2 separate regions of the Danio rerio genome follow, and region 2 is linked to region 1. A link is a contact called in public Hi-C data. All regions are on one chromosome and are shown on one strand. The core of a region is the stretch at or near the end of the contact, and the rest is flanking DNA. Distances in the headings are between cores, read along the strand shown. Region 1 holds the start of zbed4l1 (zinc finger BED-type containing 4-like 1). Region 2 has its middle 22 kb from the start of syt3.

Evidence for each region. Hi-C and Micro-C count contacts between places; a contact is called where the count stands out from the background.
Region 2: a Hi-C map of an unstated tissue shows a contact between it and region 1, with 2.4 times the contacts expected there. The contact joins the enhancer-like site here to the promoter of zbed4l1 in region 1. A contact is called at or near these places in 3 of 18 Hi-C or Micro-C datasets (caudal fin, hematopoietic stem cells and an unstated tissue) and 1 of 4 datasets of contacts at active chromatin or transcription factors (embryo).

The regions. Positions count from the first base shown.
Region 1 is chr3:29,286,552-29,291,315 of GRCz12tu, forward strand. zbed4l1 (zinc finger BED-type containing 4-like 1) reads left to right here and starts at 1,833. Exons shown (of 3, transcript XM_001340680.10): 1 at 1,833-2,203; 2 at 2,516-3,189; 3 at 3,343-4,764. The coding sequence starts at 2,012. The coding sequence ends at 4,429.
Region 2 is chr3:29,432,200-29,436,963 of GRCz12tu, forward strand. No RefSeq gene overlaps it. Among named protein-coding and RNA genes, the nearest start is that of syt3, 22 kb to the left of the region's middle. Within about 2 kb of position 2,367, at least 13 of the 62 cell types and tissues checked have an H3K27ac peak or open chromatin away from gene starts, as enhancers often do.

The sequences.
Region 1 (4,764 bases), core at 583-3,082:
AACGCTTCCAAAAAGCAAGTAAGACAAAAACAGAATCCAAAAAATAAAATAAACAAGTTAAACGAGGTAAAAATCACGTGAGGGCTTTTCTTTTTCTAAATTGCTTTTAAAAATTGTTTGTTGGGTTTTTGGAAGTGGGTGGACAGCTCAACCGGTGCTTTTGAAAATACTATTGGTTGGGCTTAGGGAAGGAGGAGGAGGGCAGGTCAGTCGATCAGTTAGTCAGTCAGTCAGTCAAACAGTCATTCGACAGCAGCCACTGGTGGATTTACATGATAACACCAAGCGCAAAGAGAAATTTGAGATCCCAAAAAGCGTACACAGCGGCCTTTGGTGGATTAAAAAAAAACAAATACTGCCAAAAAAAGGGATGTATTTGGCGCTCTCTAGAAATGTATATAGAGATACATTTTCAGACTGAGCCTGGGTTGGCCAAATTAGTTAATCCATTCACCTATAGCGCATGTCTTTTGGACTGTATAGGGGAAACCAGAGCACCCATAGTAAATCCATGCGAACAGGGGGAGAACATGCAAACTCCACACAAAAATGCCAACTGGCCGAGCCGGGACTAGATTCAGTGACCTTCTTGCTGTGAGGTGACAGTGCTGACTACTGAGCCACGGTGTCGCCCATTGTTTCATGTTCAAACGACTTAAATTCATAAAATGATTCATTAATTAATTAAATTGGGTCAACATGAAGGAACAGCGTGGAAGCATGTTTTGCAGTGTATAACTTTTATGTTCAGACATGTCTAGACAAATATGCTCTAAATCCCAAACTGTTTCAGTCCTCAGATAGCTTGTACAGACGTGGAACAGTGTTTCTTTAGCATGTGAAAAATATTTGCAGTCACAAAACATTACATCTTACTTAGAGATTACAGTAGGAAGGACAGCCAGTCGCTTTAAAAGTAGGAACAGAATGTAGCTTTGCTGGAATATGAAATAAAAAATGAAACAAAAAAAAAAAATCTATTGCACAGCCCTAGTCATTATATCACCTTTATAGTGCAAGTAGTCTCCTAGTGGTTCAGGGACTCTACGCAGCTTGAGTACTGTGTGTATATGAGAAACTAGTCTAGCTATTTGTAAGAAGTTGCATGTATTAAAAATACATTTTTATTGTCAATGTATGAACAGCTTGTAACATGAAAAGCTTTCTCTGACGTTCAAGGATGTCTATGAAAACCAGATAAATTTTATGTTAATGACTTGGGAGGTTTTTGCAGAGAAAATCAAAAGCATGCGATGTTTACACATTTTCCCGAGAGCCTCTCTTCTGCTCTGACACATGAAAGCCTAGACAATGTTCAAAATAATGCCAAAAAGTAATGTCAATGTGACAAAATAAGAAAAGAAAACTCAAATGATGGTCTCATATTGGCATTTCTGCTGTAAATGGTGCATTGTTACTGCTGTAACAATAATAACAGTGTCATTTTCATTAACTCATCTGCTGACATGATGCTGATGAGCTGCGAACTTGTGCAAATATATTCATACTGCTATGATCAGATGCTTTCTCAGCTGTTGTTTTCTCATCACTGGCATGATTACTGGTCATGTGTTATACAGTGTTAATTTCGTTGACGAAGACTATGACGAAAATTATTCGTCAACGAACATTTTTTACAGACGAAAACTAAATAAAAACTAAATAAAAAGTCAGATACGATGACGAAGACGATGACGAAATTTAACTGACACTTTAGTCAACGAATAAAAACGAGAGGAAAATGTTGGGGCGGGACGAATGGAGAAGAGATCCAATAAGAACTACCCTTTTGTGGGGAAACCCAATCAGAGCGAATCTTTTGAGGGCAGGTTGATCTTGGCAAAGCCATTTTCAAAACAAAAGCCGCGGTTTTCAAGTTATGATGACGTTTGTTATACATTATATTTAGTTACACATTATACTCGGTTACAAAGCGTTGGTTAATTTAAGTTGACTTTTCTCGTTAGCAACACGCTAAAGTTTTGTTCACTCGGTCCGAGCGCAGCGTCTCATGAACAGACAGACAGAAATGTCAGAGCTTGGTCTAGGACGAAAACGAAGAATTGACATCTGGTCAAACTTCACATATGACAACAAGGACAACAAGAGCGTCTGTAAACCATGTGGAGTAAAAATCGCTGGGAAAAACACCACCAACTTGAAGCGACATTTACAGACGGCTCATCCAGAAATCCACACCAAGGTAAGCATAAACGCTAACGTTAAGGTTATCCTATAAGATAAACCACCGTGATTCTGCTAAACTTGGAATAAAATTGAAGCCAAAGGAAATTAACTTTGAATAGTATTGATTAAACGAATTGTCTCGCTGAATTAATTAATATAAATATGTGTACTATTATAATAGATGTTGTGGTGTTATATATGACTCGACAAAAGGTGTGTGTGTGTGTGTGTGTGTGTGTGTGTGTGTGTGTGTGTGTGTGTGTGTGTGTTATATGGCAAGAAAGAAAAAAATATCTCAACTTTGTATATCATTTATATATCCTCATAGATACAGAAGATGTCTGATGACCATGGGCCAGGTGGAAATAAAGCTAGTGATGCTACTAGTACAACACAGCAGCAGGCCATCTCAGATTTCCTAAGGTCTTCAAAGTACAAGACTGAATCAAAGGAACAACAGACCAAGGAGCAGGCCATAGCTAGATGGATTGGACGGACAGGTTTACCACTCACAACAGTTGAGGATGAGGACTTTGTGCTAATGATGGGGATGATAGATGGGAGACTAACAGTTCCAAAGAAAACTAAAATTAGCAATTTAATTGAAACACAGTATGAACATGAAAGACAGAAGTTCAGAGAGAGTCTGGCTGCTGCCCGGAAAGTATCCATTGGCCTTGACTTGTGGACAAAAAAAGGATTGACAGCCTCATTCCTTGCTATAAGTGCATGCTACTTTTGTGTTGAAAAAAGTAAACCTGCACACATATTGTTGGCCCTTCAACAAGTAGGTCACCCACACACTGCACAGGCTATTAAGGCATGTGTGGACAAATGCATGCAAGAGTGGACCATACCAAAGGAGAAGATCCTGACTGTAATAACGGACAATGGGAGTAACATGGTGGCAGCCTTTAAAAACACCACAGCAGAAGAAACCAGCTCTGAGGACGACTCCCCTGGGTCCACAATCGAGAGTGACTCTGAAATTGATGACCAGCGGTAAGCCATATTTACTTTATTCTTTTTCCTGAGAGTCAATCATCACAAATTATTACTCCCTGCCACACACTAGATATATACAGTATACACATATGCACACCAGCCACTTTATTAGGTTTAGACTTATTTGATTCTCTTTTTTTTTATTGTTAGGTATCGTCATGTCGACATGGAATTGGACCGGACACCATGTGTTGTGCATACCATACAACTGGTGGTCCACATGTTGCAGAAAGAAACAACTGTCAAAAGAGTTCTCGATAAAGCTAGGTCTGTGGTGAAGCTCTTTCGCAAGTCCTCAGTTGCAACACAAAAGTTATTGGACCAATGTGGTGTTATTGTTGTAAATGACTGCCCCACACGCTGGTCAAGCACATTTAACATGATCACACGACTCCTCAAAGTCAAAGATGCAGTCTGTCAAATCTCAAATGACATGGGATGGGACAGTTTGCTTACTAGTGAGTGGCAAAAGCTTTCCTCATTGCATGACCTATTGCTGCCTTTTGCAGAACACACTAAAACTCTTCAGAGTGACACCACATCTATGTCTCTAGTGGTTCCTGCCCTCTTTGATCTGCTTACCCACCTAACTGACTTTGCAGTGAACACTCGGTACAGAGACCTCGCTACTCTTGCAGACAAGATGAGATCAAATCTGAACCAGCGTTTTGCTTGCATCTTGGATACAACTGATGAAAAGTTTTCACCACTTGCAGCAGCTGCCTGCTTTGTTAACCCAACTGTCTGTGAAATCATTGTTAATGTTGATGTTGCTAATGGAAATATCCAGGAACTGCTAAAGCAGGCAGAAGACTATGTAGTCAAATGCACAAAACAGGAGGGCCAGTCTGAAAATGATGAAGAGGAGGTTATTGAGGAACCAGAAGCAGCGCCCTCCTCAAAGCAGCCGGTGTTTAGGTTTCTCTCAAAATGCCGCACCACAAGGCCTAAACAGAAAACCTCCACAAGCAACATCAGGCAGCAGATCATCAAGTACAAGGAAGAACTCTCCCATCCCATCACTGAGGACACAGGAACAGACTTCTGGCTGGGAAAGAGTGACAGTGTTTACCACAGTTTAAAACCTTTTGCATTAGACTTGTTAGCTATGCCCGCTTCTCAAGCTTTTGCAGAGAGGGTATTTAGCATCACAGGTGACCTCACAAGAGGACGGCGCAACAGAGGAAGGGTCACATTGGAGCGAAGTGCTTTCCTTAAAATGAACAGAAACAAATAGAAATATTGTATTCACTATTGCAACATTTCCTGTAGTAGTATACAATTTACACAGGACAGTAACCGCATGAAGAAAATGATGCTAACATAGTTGTATGGTTTTTTTTTTTGTTTGTTTGTTTAATGTGATTTACCTGTATTTTCACTGCTGAGAGAGCAGAGAGGAGTTTTTATTTACTTGAACTTTAAGGACTATTTCTTTGGCATTGCAGCCAATACATCTTTTGTTCTAACTTTAAGAATTGCACTAATTTGTTCTGTTCAAAATCATGTTGATTTTACAGAGTAGCAAGGCATTGTGTCTTAGAAGTTATTTAACTTCTCTTGAGGTACATG
Region 2 (4,764 bases), core at 1,117-3,616, 150 kb after region 1:
CAAGTTGTTTTTTTACACACACTCCAAAAAATACATATAAAAATAAATTGTAACAGCAAGATACACTTTCCATCCACTGACTTACAATAACTTGTGAGGAAAATAGGATTGGAGAGATGAGCACTAAGGGTGAGCTGTATAATACACTGCCTGACAAAAGTCTTGTCGTCAATCCCAGTTGTAAGAGCAACCAATAGTAACTCGACTTTTAGTTGATCATTTGGAAAAGTGGCAGAAAATGGATTTTTCAGATGAATCATCTGTTGAACTGCTGATGTCACAAATACTGCAGAAGACCTATCGGAACCTGCATGGACCCAAGATTCTCACATAATTTAGTCAAGTTTGGTGAAGGAAAAATCATGGTTTGGGGTTATATTCAGTCTGGGGGCATGCGAGAGATCTGCAGAGTGGATGACAACATCAACAGCCTGAGGTTTCAAGACATATGTGCTGCTCATTACATTACAAATCACAGGAGAGGGCAAATTCTTCAGCAGGATAGCGCTCCTTCTCATACTTTAGCCTCCACATCGAAGTTCCTGACAGCAAAGAAGGTCAAGGTGCTCCAAGATTGGCCACCTGTTAAGTGACAAGACTTTTGTCACAGCAAAGTCAGACCTTACTGTCCTATTTAAGTAATTAAAAATCAAGGCATGATCATGTTTTTTTTTTGTAGTAAAATAAGTGCAATCTAGAGGTCTTTTTCTTCCATATGAACCCTTTCTGATGCCAAATGATCAACTAGAAGTCAAGTTATTGCTTGATGTTTCTAAAACTTGGATAGGCAACAGGACTTTTTCAGGTAGTGTACAAATATTCACAATAAAATAAAACAAATTAAAAGAAAGATTGGATTAAAGAACTTCACCACTTTATATGTCCCATATAATTTAAAACAAATCCTTTAAAATAATAAGGTTTAGCTTCAAGCAATCCATATATTTAGTTGTGTGTTTCTCTCTCTTGAATATATACTGTACCTGAAAACTGAGTGATAGATATATTTGGCTTTGTTATTCATCATGAAAAAAAACGTTACGCTTAGTATTTAAAGTTGGCATTAGTATCATCAGCATATCTGTGAACAAATCTTTTTTGAGTTCACTGTTTGTTCCTCCAGATTATTTTCTCTCTGTATTTTCAACAGTAATATTTAATAAACATCTATTATATTGCAGCAGGAAGAGAGGGTTTTAGAGTCTTGAGAGTTTTGGGGGTTATTCAAGGTCTGCTGAAAGTATTTCATTATTCTTTTAATTCAGTTGCTTTTTTAGTATTTGATAGATGAACTGTAAGAACAATAATTATACCAAACTCTACCAGGTTTTATTCAATACTTCACTGATAGTTTTAAGAAAGTTACTTCTATATTTCACACAAAGCATCAATTACTGCAATTATTAAGTATTTAAGGGTTAGTTTCCAGAAAAATGAAAATGATGTCATTTACTCATTGTTCACTTACTGCAAACCTTTAAGAGTTTCTTTCTTCTGTTGGACACAAAAGAAGATACAGTATATTGAAGAAAGATGAAAACCTGTAACCATTGATCTCCATAGTCTCATTTCTGCTATGCAAGTCAAAGATTACAGGTTTTCAGCTTTCTTTGTAATATATTTTTATGTTATAAACAGAAAAAAAAAACCATAAAGGTTTATAACCACTTTAGGGTGAGTGAATAATGAGTAACATTTCTGTTTTGGGTAAAACAATCCCTATGAGGTGCCATATAGGATTTAAATCAAACTCTGCTTATCAACACATACATAAAACACGTGTATATACACCAATAAATTACTCGCATATACACCTATTCTACTGGATGTTCAAAACAACATGGACGAAACTTGTGTATATACACAGTTTATATCGAGTTTATATGTATGTGCGTGTGTATGTGGGTGTATTCATGCGTCAAGTTTATATGTATATACACAAGTTTTATCCATGTTGTTTTGAACATCCCGTAGTATAGGTGTATATGCGAGTAATTTATAGATGTATATACACGTGTTTTATGTATGTATTGATAAGCAAAGTTTGATTTAAATCCTATACGACACCTCTTAAATCCCTGTTAACAGTATCTGTACTACATTATACTAAACTATTGTGCATCATAAACAAACAGCGAACAGAACTAAACAGAACTAAATTGCTCGCCATATTTTCTAAACATATTTCCCTATTTTTTATATAAGCAAAGTAACTTTTTTTCACGCAACATAGCAAAAAAGGAAGACCAAAGTTGCACATTATAAACAGACTTGGCAACTGTGTTTTGTGTGTGTGTGTGTGTGTGTGTGTGTGTTTGTGTTGGTTTAGTCCAGCAGGGGGTGCTGCTCTGAGCTCTTGCTCTGTCTCTGTGAGGGATCCACTCAGCCATCTGGCTCTCAGCTGAAGAAGTGATGCTGAAGTAATGATTAACCTCTACGGTGCTTCAGCTCTCTGCTAATGGAGGCTATTTCTCTCTCTTTCTCTTAGCCCTTCCCCCTCTGCTGCTACCTGAGACTGGTCGCTCACAGAGATGGAGTTGATGAAGGGTGTCTAGGGGTGGACAACCGTTAATTATGAGAAAAGCCAGGGCTAGTTGTCACACAGATGACATTTTTTTATTATAAATGACAGTATGGGTCAAGATAAGATGTCAAATGTGTTTTAATTGTATTCATTTCATTTACTATTTTTAGCAAGTGCTGACTTAAATCATTCTGAATTTTAAGCTTATATTTCTGTTGTTGGTGCGGTGCAGTGGTGCAGTGGGTAGCACTGTGGCTTCACAGCAAGAAGGTCGCTGGTTCGAGCCACGACTGGGCCAGTTGGCAAATCTGTGTGGAGTTTGCATGTTCTCCCTGTGATCATGTGGGTTTCCTCCAGGTGCTCCGGTTTCCCCCACAAGTCTAAAGACATGCGCTATAGGTAAATTGGGTGAGCTAAATTGTCCTTTGTGTATGTGTGTGAATGAGAGTGAATGGGTGTTTCCTAGTGGTGGGTTGCAGCTGGAAGTGCACCTGCTGCATAAAACATGCTGGATAAGTTGCCAGTTCATTCTGCTTTAGCGACCCCAGAATAATAAAGGGACTAAGTATAAAAGAAAAATTAATGAATGAATTTCTGATCTGTAAACAATTGTTTTGTTTTAAAATCTTATAATAATGTTAAAACAAGCATCACACAATTTTTGTGATTTGTGTGAAAAAGTTTTATTGTAGGAATGATTATTGTAGTGTTTATTAATTGCTTGATTTAATTTTTAATAATTGTTTTTCTAGGCAACGCAGTGGTGCAGTAGGTAGTGCTGTCGCCTCACAGCAAGAAGGTCACTGATTCAAGCCTCGGCTGGGTCAGTTGGCGTTTCTGTGTGGAGTTTGCATGGTCTCCCTGCATTCGCGTTGATTTCCTCCATGTGCTCCGGTTTCCCCCACAGTCCAAAGACATGCGCTACAGTTGAATTGGGTAGGATAAATTGCCCGTAGTGTATGAGTGTGAATGAGTTTGTGTGGTATTTCTCAGAGATGGCTTGTGGCTGGAAGGGCATCCGCTGCATAAAAAACGTGCTGGATTAGTTGGCGGTTCATTCTGCTGTGGTGACCGTGGATTAATAAAGGGACTAAGCCGAAAAGAAAATTAATGAATTAATGAAGGAATGATTGTTTTGCTATTTTCATTTTAGATTAATGTCACATTGAAAAGTATGATTGAAGCAAATAAAAGATAATTTAGTGTGAATGAATATATTACTGTTAATTCATTTCTTACACGCATCCATACATCCACCCGTAGCCAAAACATTATAGTAGACCTGTCAAACACACACTACCGGTCAAAAGTTTGGGGTCCTTTTTTTTTTATAAAGAAGATTATTATTTGAAAATAATTAAATTGTAAAATATTTATAAAGAAATTTAAAAAACTGTTTTCTTATTATATGTAGTTTTAAATTAAATTATTACTCCAGTCGTTATTGCTTTTATAGCTATCACATTAATAATAATAATATTAATAAAAGTAGTAATAATAATTATTATTAATATTAACATGATTTTTGAAAGATTATGTGACTGAAGACTGAAGTAATGAATGTGTATGGGTGTTTCCCAGTGTTGGGTAAACATATGCTGGATAAGTTGGTGGTTCATTCTGCTGTGGCGACCCCTGATTAATAAAGGGACTAAGCCAAAAGAAAATGAATGAATAAACTTTTGAAAAGTAATTTTATAGTGCAATAACTTTTCACAATTTAAAAATTTGTACTGTATTTTTGATTAAATAAAAGCAGCCGTGGTGAGCCGGAGAAGCATATTTTAAAACATTTAAAAAACCTACTGACCAACAAACTTTTGACCGGTAGTGTACATTTGAGTGTATATCCTGAAACACATTTGCTAAATGAATTACTCTGAATTGCTTTTAAAATGTAATTTCTGATGTCCATATTAAACATTTAATCTATGCATCTTGTTTGCAACCTTATTACAAATCCAATTCATATTCAAAAACTTATATTGGAAATTAAAAGGTATTTGCATTTCTGATAAACAACAGGGTTCAGTAAACAGTTTTTTTTCTAAAGCATTTTCATAGATTTTAAGATAAGTGCCTACAGAGAAGTCTTTCAAAAATAAACCTTCCCGCATAAATAATTAAAAAGAGTGAGTATAGCAGTCCATAGATTCACAAACATACTCGCATAACCTCAGAGTGTTTTTCCTCGTCTGTATTGCAGTATATATAAGCCTTCAGCTCGTCTGAGGACATTG